Regions from separate parts of the Sus scrofa genome. Here all the other regions are linked to region 3. Evidence: chromatin contacts called from public Hi-C data. All regions are on one chromosome and are shown on one strand. Each heading gives the region's core, a stretch centred on a gene start, on an enhancer-like site or on the middle of the called end of the contact. The rest is flanking DNA. Distances are from core to core; before and after follow the strand shown.

Region 1 (3,473 bases), core at 234-2,733, 160 kb after region 3:
AGGCATAATGATAATTTTATAAAGCCTGTTTTTCTGAAATCAAGAGCATGTTTTAAAAACCTACCCACGCTTGGAATATAATGGTTCTTATTTCTAACTCTTAGCTGGAGTGTATTGTTTTTATGGCTGAAAGATTTTTAAATGCTGAAATTTTAACAGAACATTGCTTCATAAATTCCTTAGCAATAACTCAGGAGGTGAACCTTGGGGTTATTTTTTCAGATAAATATGTGCCCTCTATGTACAAATAATTACTGCTTAGATAAATAGTGATAATACATAAGGTTAAATCCATGTTTTCATTATTTTCATTTTTCTTTTACTGGGTCTTTTTTTAGAAATTTAATTAAATTTTTTTTGACTGGGTCCATGGCATGTGCAAGTTCCCAGGCCAGGGACTGAACCTGAGCCATATCAGTAACCCAAACCACAGCAGTGACAGTGCTGGATCCCTAACCCAATGAGCCACCAGGGAACTCCCATACTAGGTCTTTTTCAAAATGGTAGTATGTTTATTGCTTTTTTTTTTTTTTTTTTTTTTTTTTTTTGTCGTTTCTAGGGCCACTCCCACGGCACATGGAAGTTCCCAGGCTAGGGGTCGAATTGGAGCTGTAGTCTCCGGCCTACACCACAGCCACAGCAACACAGGATCCGAGCCACATCTGCAACCTACACCACAGCTCACGGCAACACCGGGTCCTTTAACCCACTGAGTAAGGCCAGGGACCATACCCACAACCACATGGTTCCTAGTCGGATTTATTAACCGCTGCACCATGACGGGAACTCCTGTTTATTGCATTTTTTAAAAGTCAAAATACCAAATCTAAAAACAAGTGATTTATTTATTTTAAAACAAGAGATTAAAAAAAAAATCCCTGTGCTACTTATTTATCATTAGTCTTGAAATGCTGCTTGCTATTGCTTCAAGTTTGGAACAAAAGTAAAGAAAGAATATGTCTATGATATCAAAGCTATAGGCAGTTCTTCCCTTAATGATGGATTTATACTTTTGCTTATAGGACTTCAGTATGTTTTATAGTCAAAGCCTCATAGACCCAGTTATGTACCTTTCCATGGTCACACTGAATGTCTACATTTGAAAACATGTTAAAGCTAAAATTCAGTTCAAGAATACTGAACTCGGAGTTTCTGCTGTGGCGCAGTGGGTTATGAGTCCGGCTTGGGTCGCTGTGAAGGCGCAGGTTCAATCCCTAGCCCAGCGCAGTGGGTCAAAGGATCTGGCGTTGCTGCAGCTGCTACATAATGCAGCTGCGGCTTGGATTCAGTCCCTGCCCCAGGAACTTCCATATGCCATGTGCAGCCATTTAAAAAAAAAAAAAAAGAATGCTGATTTTTAGTCTACCAAAAAGGGCTTAAATACATTTATCTCTGGCCTTTATAACTGAATATTTACTCTGGTGGATTTAAAAGGGGGAAGGAAAAAAAAAACAAAACCCAAACCACTAATTGTTTGTTTAACAGATTGTAAACCATGGCTGTGTGGATACAAGCCCAGCAGCTCCAAGGAGATGCCCTTCATCAGATGCAAGCACTGTATGGTCAGCATTTCCCCATCGAGGTGCGGCATTATTTATCCCAGTGGATTGAAAGCCAAGCTTGGTAAGTGAGCAAAGTTTTCTGCATTATGTTTTGTGAAGCACAAGCATATTGAAATTTTATTGGAAAGGTAACATAATGAAGCCTCTAAAAGTTGTATATTTGAGAAGAAAATTATGCGACCCCTGAAAAGATATTTAATTCCATCTTAAATTTTTGAAAGATGGAATAACTATTGGGGTTTTTTTGAAATAGGATTTGTTTCCTTTAATAGTAAGTTCTGGTTAAAAGCATTAGAGTATTGCTGCTAGTAAAAAACAATTAACAATTATGTTTTGAGTGCCTGGCAGTGTTGTAGTTAGTAGACTTCATATGAAAACATTGAAGCCCTTATCCACAAAGAATTTAGTGCTTATTAATGGGGTAGATAAGTATGCATATGCATGAAATTGAATAAAGTATATATTTTTTGCCATACCCGAGACATATGGAAGTTCCCGGGCTAGGGATCGAATCTGAGCTGCATCTGAGAGTACACTGCAGCAGCAGCAACACCAGAACCTTAACCCACTGTTCCGGGCCAGGGACCGAACCTGAGCTGCCACAGAGACAATGCTGAGTCCTTAACCTGCTGTGATACAGCGGGAACTCCTTTATAAGGTGTATTGTTAATGAATTTCACAACAGAGACTTTGGTATTTTCAAATTTATATGTAATATATATACACACACATGTAAAGACTAAAAGACAGCACACCAAAACGTTAACAATGTTTATGTCTTAGTGGCAGATTTAACAAGCATGTTTATTTTTTTTATTTCCCTAATTACTGTTTATATACCGAGGGGAAAATTGTTTTTAAATTCTTTTAGAATTAGTAGAGTACAGTGGACTGACAACAAAGCTTTTTAATCAACAACCTTATTGCCCACCAGGCAGCAAGCTGTCTGCTGCTCTGCTCGGGGCCTGAGCACGCGTTGGTTGGTTACCAGTCTCAGTCTGATCTGTCATTTTCATCAGTTACTTCAGGCCTCCACCATTGTGGCATGAGAGCAGGGGTCCTTGTTGCCAGAGCCCTGGAGAAACCAGCCTTTATGCTACTGCTTGGGGAGAGCTGTACACCCATCAGTAATGTTGCCTCGGAATAATTGCAGTCGTGTGCTAGTAGCAGATTTCTGTTCAAAAGCTGAAGAGCACCAAAGGAAGGCAATTTTCTAGGCAATTTTCAAAAATCTCAGCCTCACGTAATTAAGTGAGAAAATAAGGAGCTAAGTATGAGCATATCAACTGTACCTTGCTTAGTCCTTTTCCATTTCCTTTTCATTTTCTTTTGTGTTTTAAAGATTTGGAGAGCTCAGAAAAACATAGGTAGGAAGTTTCTGTTGATCTAGAATTGTATTTGGTAGATTTCCCATGCAGTCTTCTTACTGAACGAATGTTAAAAGTCTTGTGTTGATATCAAGGAAAACCTGACTTTTATTTGTTTTTGGTTGTAAGAATATGAAAACTTTCATTAAAATATCTTCAGTTGTTCATGTTGAAGCTAAGATTTTTTGCTGTTGTTTTTTGGTTTTTTAGCACAGAATTAAGTTTTCAAGTACAAGAACCAGGAGTACTTGATGTACATGAGTTTTGCTCAGAGACTGGCCCTTCTTAAGAGTGGGCTCCTCCAAGGAGGAGCATTATTGCCAGTTGAAACACAGGTGCCAGGCTGCCTTCATTCCTTCCAGCCTTTTATTTAGACATAGTTTACTTAGTACATAGCACATTCGTATTTAAAATTTGGCTTTCTCCACGACTAGGAGCCTCTGGAGCCCAGTGGCCTTCAAGGAGCCCCTCTGGTGCCTGGGCTTCTGCCAGAAGCCCCTCTCTGCAGCCGCAAGGCACCGTTTTAACCACCCTGGAGCCCGCT
Region 2 (3,109 bases), core at 291-2,790, 250 kb after region 3:
CACTGGCCTCGAACACACAGCTGGCCAGAGGGTGTCAGGCAGCAGGTCATGGCGGCGGGATCCAGGCCTGGTGGTAGTGGCATTTGCTGGTGCACCTTCTGTGCCATGCGGAAGCCGCTCCCATCTGGGCTGCAGCCCTCCAGTTGCCGTTGGCCGGTCACCATCAGGCATCCACCGTCCACCTGAACCACCAGCTCCTCGGGGGTGAAGCCATGGGCATACATCTTCATCTGGAAGCCATCCTCCGCATGGACGTTGTCCCGCATAGCTGCCACATCGTCCGTGAGCTGCTGCACTGGCAGGGTGGCCACCTGGTTCTGTTCAGTGAAGGCAACGCTGGCACATCGGGAAGCTGACTGGCTCCCGTTGGGGAGACCGCTACTGACCCGCTGCATCCGAGAGAGCAACTGCTGGTGAAGAGCGCGAGGCTCCGAATGTAGCGCTCGGCTAGGGCGTGGGGGCCCCCGGGAGCGGGGGCCTCGGGCCGGAACGGCTGCACTCCCGCTCCCGCGGCGCCTGCTCTGTTGAGGGGGCTCCCCTGGCTTCCGGCAAGTTTCGCTTCCGCGGAATTTGGGATCAGCTATGCACATAGCTCCACGAGTCAGGTTGGCAACCGCTCTGACGCCTCCGCGGCTGCTTTTATCCCGGATCCTGCCCCTTGCTCGGGCCCTTCCCCAACTCCGTCAGAGGGCCCTGGCCTGCCGGGGCTGTGACCCAAACGGATAGGCCAAAAGAGGCCGGCGGCCTGTGAGCCCCACCCTGGAGCCGTCAGCAGCACGAGCAGAGATGAGATTGAGCCGCCCGGCTCATGCCCTTGCGAGAATCCGGCCTGGGGGCAAGCGGGGCCTGCCCTCTGAACAGAGCATCAGAGTGTGACTACAGGGTCATCCATTCTAGGAATGTCCTTCCGATCTCTGACCATGCACAATCCTGCGACACATAGGGTTTGGAAGGTGGACGCACCTTCCTGGTTTCCTTCATTCATCTGACCCTGGGCCTACTGGTGGCAGGCGCAGAGCTGGGCTCTGGCACCAGTGCCCACGGTGTGAGAGGAGAGCCACACCCATAGGCCCTCCTCTGCCTCTACCTCATCCCCACCTCTGCAGTTTTTTGAGGGGCCACAGCCATTATTCTGGCCCTCAGTGCTTTTATGATAAGCCTTTTTTTGTTGAAGTAAAACAGAAAAATGCACAAAGAGAACACACACTCGTGTAACCCCTCCACAGGTCAAGAAATAGTATTGTTGCTATTTAATCGCCACCCCAGCTGCAGGTCCGCGTCCGGAGGTACGCGGGACAGGGTCAGTGTGGGGACGGGAGGGAGCGAGGCAAGAAGCCGAAGCGACTCTAGGCCCTCCAGGTCTACACCTTCTCTCCCGGGCTTGGGAGGCGAGACCCCGGAGAAGCCTGCTTTGTGGGATGCTTCTCCCTGTTCCCACCAGGACAGCAATCTAGACTATCTTGGAAGCCTTCCGTAGAGATTACAAGTTTAGAGGAGTCCATCTGGGGTGCTAGGTAGGGCCTCACTTGGCTGTCCCGGATTTAAGAAAGAGGACAGAAAAGTCTGGAAGCTGGAGGCGAAGAGCGGCTGTGAAAAGACTACAACTCCCATCATGCTCCAAGGTAGCGACGCCTGCGCACCGAACGCCGGTTGCCCATGCGGCCCTAGGGCTGGGAGCGCCGCGCCGCGCCGCGCTCCGCAGCGGGGGAGGCCATGGCGGAACCTTCCCAGGCCTCGACCCCGGCCCCAGCCGCTCAGCCGCGTCCCCTTCAGTCCCCAGCCCCCGCCCCAACTCCGACTCCTGCTCTCAGCCCTGCTTCGGCCCCGACTCCGGCTCCCACTCCGGCACCAGCCCCCGCCCCAGCTGCAGCCCCAGCCGGGAGCACAGGGACTGGGGGGCCCGGGGTAGGAAGTGGGGGTACCGGGAGCGGGGGTGATCCGGCTCGCCCTGGCCTGAGCCAGCAGCAGCGCGCCAGCCAGAGGAAAGCGCAAGTCCGGGGGCTGCCGCGCGCCAAGAAGCTTGAGAAGCTAGGGGTCTTCTCGGCTTGCAAGGTGGGGGCGGGGCCTGGGGCGAGAGGGGGCGGGGCTTGGGGCATCCCAGGGCTCGGGTGGGCAAGGGGGCAAAGCTCTGATTGGGGAGCGCTTCTCGTCCCGGGGTTACAGGGTTATTGACGGATCCTTCTGTCTCCAGGCCAATGAAACCTGCAAGTGCAATGGCTGGAAAAACCCCAAGCCCCCCACTGCACCCCGCATGGACCTGCAGCAGCCAGCTGCCAACCTGAGCGAGCTGTGCCGTAGCTGTGAGCACCCCTTGGGTAAGGCAGTACCCTTGGAACTGGGGTGGGGGTGGAGGTCTTGGGTCCTGCTTGGACAGGATGACTTAAGTGCCACACAACTTCATCTTTGAGAGATCCGAGATGCTTCCTGAGGAGGCATTGGGTTGGGAGGAGAAAGGAGATCTCTCAGTCCAGAAGAGAGACCACCCAGGGCTGACACAGGAGCCCGCAGTCTCATTGCCGGTCACCCTGGTCGGAGGGACTGAGGATGCGTCTTGGCTGGTGGTGAAGAGGAGCAGGAAGCCCTGTCGATCCCTTCTATCAGTTTTCCACAACCACCACTTGTCCTTACAGCTGACCACGTGTCCCACCTGGAGAATGTGTCAGAGGATGAGATTAACCGGCTGCTGGGGATGGTGGTAGATGTGGAGAATCTGTTCATGTCTGTTCATAAGGAGGAGGACACGGACACCAAGCAGGTCTATTTCTACCTCTTCAAGGTGAGCTTCCTTGAAGGAAGAGTGTGAGTGGGCAGAGGAGGGAGGGTGGGGGGGGTCTGCCTTTCTGTGCTCCGCTGACTTCTACTCCTCCCTCTTCCTCTTCCTCCAGCTCCTGCGGAAGTGCATCCTGCAGATGACCCGGCCCGTGGTGGAGGGATCCCTGGGCAGCCCCCCTTTTGAGAAGCCTAATATCGAGCAGGTGGGACAAGGAAGGTGGTAAGATGGTTGGAGGTATAATGGAGGAGTGGGGAGCCAAGCTGGGGACAGGGGACAGGTTCAGAGAAAGGAAGAGGCCTTGCGCTAACTTCAGGGTGGGTGTGAAGGTGGGAGGAG
Region 3 (3,316 bases), core at 326-2,825:
CCAGTCCACCACCGGCTCACTGCTTAGCAGTGGCCAGTCTGGGATGGCCGGCCTCTTCCAACACTGTCCCTTGTGAGTGGATGACGGGTACTGTGAAAACACTCGCATTATGCGGAGTTCAAGCCACCCGGTGGAAGGTGACAGGAAGGGGCCCTCCCCTACTGCCTGGTTTCTGTCTTAATAGTAAATGCTCCAGACACCAAACCTGAGCTGCACCCACTGCCACCTGCATGAGACTGCCTGAAACTGCCCACGCTTCTGAGTCCCCCTTCCTCCCCTTTTGGCCTCCTCCTCAGGGACAGGCCACTTTGACTCCAAGCCTCTTTGGAGCGGGCTCTCATGAGGCCCAGGCCTGGGGCCTGTTCTGAGCCCTCTCCACCCCCTCCCTGTAGCTGGGGGAAACATTTATACTTATTTTTTCCAGTTTTTTTAGAAAATGTTTTTTGCAAAGCGATCCCTTATGATTGCCAGATCCTGCCTTGGGCGAGGCACCTAAGAGCTGCCAACTCAGAGAGGCCAGCAGGAGGTACATTTTTCACTGGCTCTGGCTTGAATCTTCTGGTCTCCCTATGGCACAGTGTTTCTCAACTTTTTTTTTTGTTGTTGTTAATATGATCATTCCCCTAAGGAGTCCTTTTAGACATTCTTTTCCCTAATTGTCCTCTCCCACCATGAAATTTTAACACTACAGATATACTACATATTGGGACTTTTTGGAATACCACAAACTACTGCACTATCTAAGATGCCGCACCCCTGAGAACCAACTGCCATCCTCTCCGGGGCAACATCGCCCTGTCGAGAATTATACTACAGCAGAAAAGAAGGTCCCATGTACTTTCGGTATCTTTCACCCCCTTGTCTTGGCAACCGAAGGTGGCGGTCCTGCATTTTTAAGACTCTCCCTCTCTCTGGCCTCTCCGCCAGTTGGCAGCCTCCTCTAACATGCTCCCCAAGCGGATCCTCGGTCGCCGAATTACCTCTCCAGTGTCTCCTCTGGCCATTCCCAAGCAGTGGTTGGGGAGAGAACTGGTTAGTTCTAAGTCAAGAGAGGCTCTACCCAGAGCCACAGGACACTTGTCCCTTTTCCCTGACAGATGTGAAGTGCCTGGCCAAGTACCAGGCTCATAGTAGGTGCTCAATTAAATTATAATCATATAAGTCTTTTTCCTAAGCCAGAGGATCTTAAGGTCAGAGTAGGGTTGGGAGTGGAGAGGTGGGGGATGGGAGCCACCCTAGGATGCCTCTAACTTCATCCTTGGACTGGGGTGTTGCTGGGTTAGGGAGTCGTGTGTGCCTGGTGTGTGTGGCAGGGTGGAGGTGGGGGCCACGGGGGAATCTGTGCATGCTTTTGTTCAGACCTGGTCATTAAAGGCAACTCTGGAAACCAAGCCTGTTGGGACTGGTGGTTTTGTTTAATAAAAATATAGAAAAAAAACGAGCAGAGCTCTCCCTCTTTGTCACCCCGAGGCCCTTCTTTTGGCTTCGGAGCTCTGCCGGGGAAGCAGGGGTGGGATAAGGGTGCCTGGCCTGTGTGTGCCCAGGGGTGGGGGAGGTGCTCTGGGATTGTGTTGGCAGTTGTTGTAGCAACAGGCAAACTGGGTGGGCCTAGGAGAGCAGTCCAAAGCTGTGAGTCACAGGGGAAACCTGGCTTGGAAACAAGGAGAAAAGACGAAATCCATTAATGGAGGGGAAAAGCTAAAGTCATGGTGGTATACCCTCTCCAGCGTCAATCTACTGAATATTATCCAGGACTTAGGTCAAATGGTTTCTTCCCCTATCCCCTGACCTTCCACCGAGAAGGCAGCTCCTCTGGTGTCAGCCATCAATCTAGAGGAAGAGCCTACAATGAATGGCTTTATATTCCCAAGTGCCTTTCTGGACTGGGGGTGACAACCGCCTACCTTGGAATAACCCTCCAGTCACTGGGATTGCTCCCTGACGTTGCATTGGAAGATGGGATTGGCTACAAGAAGCCTGGAACTCTCTCCCCAGCCTGTTCCCTTTCAAGCTCAGCTGGCAAAGACCTTTATCTGGGAAGCCAGAGGCCAGGAAAACCAGCCAGCTCAGTCTTTAGGGGCTGGGATGGAGCAGCGGGGAGAATCAGGGAAGATGGGGTGGGCAGGGAGACAATGTGGATCTGTTCTCCGTAGCGGGGACTGTTTCCTGACTACTCCCCACCCATCACTCTTAATCCTTCCCTGAATTCATCCACATTGTCTGAGCTTAGTGAAAGGAGGCCTTCTCTTCCAAACTTTGGTGGAGCGTGGGTAGGTTTTTAGACTGGGAGGCTGTGAAGGAGTGATGAGAGCTGACATTTTTTGATACTAGAGCTGCAGGTAAATTCTGGGTGGGTGGATGAAGAAAGCAGAGAATTTAGATGCTAGAGCGTCCTAAAACGGTGTGTAAGAGAGAGGACTCGGGTGGCAGGCAGGGAGAGGTGATTGCACATGGAGACCCAAAGGGTGCAACTGGAAATCAGAGGGACTGCTAAGAGAGGCTGGGACTCTCCCATTCATAGCAAGGAAAATACCCCTTCAACGCCTCCATGAGTGCTAAGAAGCAAAGAGATGGACAGAACGCTGCAGGATGCCCAAGATAGTACCAAACTGGCTGTAGCAGGTGGAGACTACAAGTCCCAGCATGCCCTGGGCCCAGGTCACCTTGCCTGCTGGGAGGTGTAGTTGAGTAATGAGAGCTTGAGGTGGCTTGGTGCCCAGCAGAGCAGAGCCCAGTTTAGAAGAGGTGGAGCCAGCATTCCCTCTTTGTCCCTGCTAATGATATTGACAGGGAGGGAAGGAAGTTGGGAGGAGGTGTTCCTAGTTTTCAATGTAAACAAGGAAACTCTGTGGGGATGTGGGTGGGAGGGAGAGGAAAGAGGTTAGGGGCCGGGGAAGGAATTTCTGTAGCAGGTGGTGCAGATACCAAGTGGCCAACGTATATGTGTACGTGTGTGTGTGTGCGTGTGTGTTTATGGGAGGGGTCAGCTCACGTTGCCTCATTTTTCTCAAATGGGATTTTCCTACAATTCTGCGAAACAGTCTTCAGAAAGCCCTTTAGAAAACCTACTGCCTATCATTCCTTTGTCTGAAGTCCCTAAAGAGAGTCTGGGCCAAAGAAGTTAGCCTGGTTATATTCTGCATTAAGTCCTCTTTCCCTTTCTGTACTCAATGTCCCCTACCTTCTAGTGAGAGGTGATCCTGAGATTCTGAAATGCTGGCCGAGTTGGGATCTTGGAAAAATCTTCCCGGAATGGAAAACAGTGCTGGTGTTTTAGGTCCTCCCAGGGGAAGACGGAAGAACTGGCTCTGAGCTC

Evidence for each region. Hi-C and Micro-C count contacts between places; a contact is called where the count stands out from the background.
Region 1: a contact with region 3 is called in a Hi-C map of mesenteric adipose tissue, with 1.8 times the contacts expected there. The contact joins the promoter of STAT5B here to the enhancer-like site in region 3. A contact is called at or near these places in 1 of 5 promoter capture datasets (fetal liver), 12 of 47 Hi-C or Micro-C datasets (alveolar macrophages, blood, embryonic fibroblasts and 7 more) and 2 of 2 datasets of contacts at active chromatin or transcription factors (alveolar macrophages and skeletal muscle).
Region 2: a Hi-C map of embryonic fibroblasts shows a contact between it and region 3, with 4 times the contacts expected there. The contact joins the promoter of HSPB9 here to the enhancer-like site in region 3. A contact is called at or near these places in 1 of 5 promoter capture datasets (fetal liver), 5 of 47 Hi-C or Micro-C datasets (embryonic fibroblasts, epiblast stem cells, fetal heart ventricle and 2 more) and 2 of 2 datasets of contacts at active chromatin or transcription factors (alveolar macrophages and skeletal muscle).

The regions. Positions count from the first base shown.
Region 1 is chr12:20,543,661-20,547,133 of Sscrofa11.1, forward strand. STAT5B (signal transducer and activator of transcription 5B) reads left to right here and starts at 1,484. Exons shown (of 18, transcript NM_214168.1): 1 at 1,484-1,623. The coding sequence starts at 1,496.
Region 2 is chr12:20,636,855-20,639,963 of Sscrofa11.1, forward strand. It overlaps HSPB9 (heat shock protein beta-9), which reads right to left and starts at 1,541. Exons shown (of 1, transcript XM_003131404.4): 1 at 1-1,541. The coding sequence starts at 590. It overlaps KAT2A (histone acetyltransferase KAT2A), which reads left to right and starts at 1,639. Exons shown (of 18, transcript XM_013980960.2): 1 at 1,639-2,052; 2 at 2,192-2,315; 3 at 2,631-2,776; 4 at 2,886-2,975. The coding sequence starts at 1,714.
Region 3 is chr12:20,382,621-20,385,936 of Sscrofa11.1, forward strand. The region is part of intron 1 of CAVIN1 (polymerase I and transcript release factor); the gene reads left to right. It overlaps LOC110256002 (a long non-coding RNA gene), which reads right to left. Exons shown (of 2, transcript XR_002337105.1): 2 at 3,142-3,316. Among named protein-coding and RNA genes, the nearest start is that of CAVIN1, 12 kb to the left of the region's middle. Within about 2 kb of position 1,576, at least 40 of the 83 cell types and tissues checked have an H3K27ac peak or open chromatin away from gene starts, as enhancers often do. A contact at or near this core is called in alveolar macrophages, embryonic fibroblasts, mesenteric adipose tissue and 3 more, where this site is marked.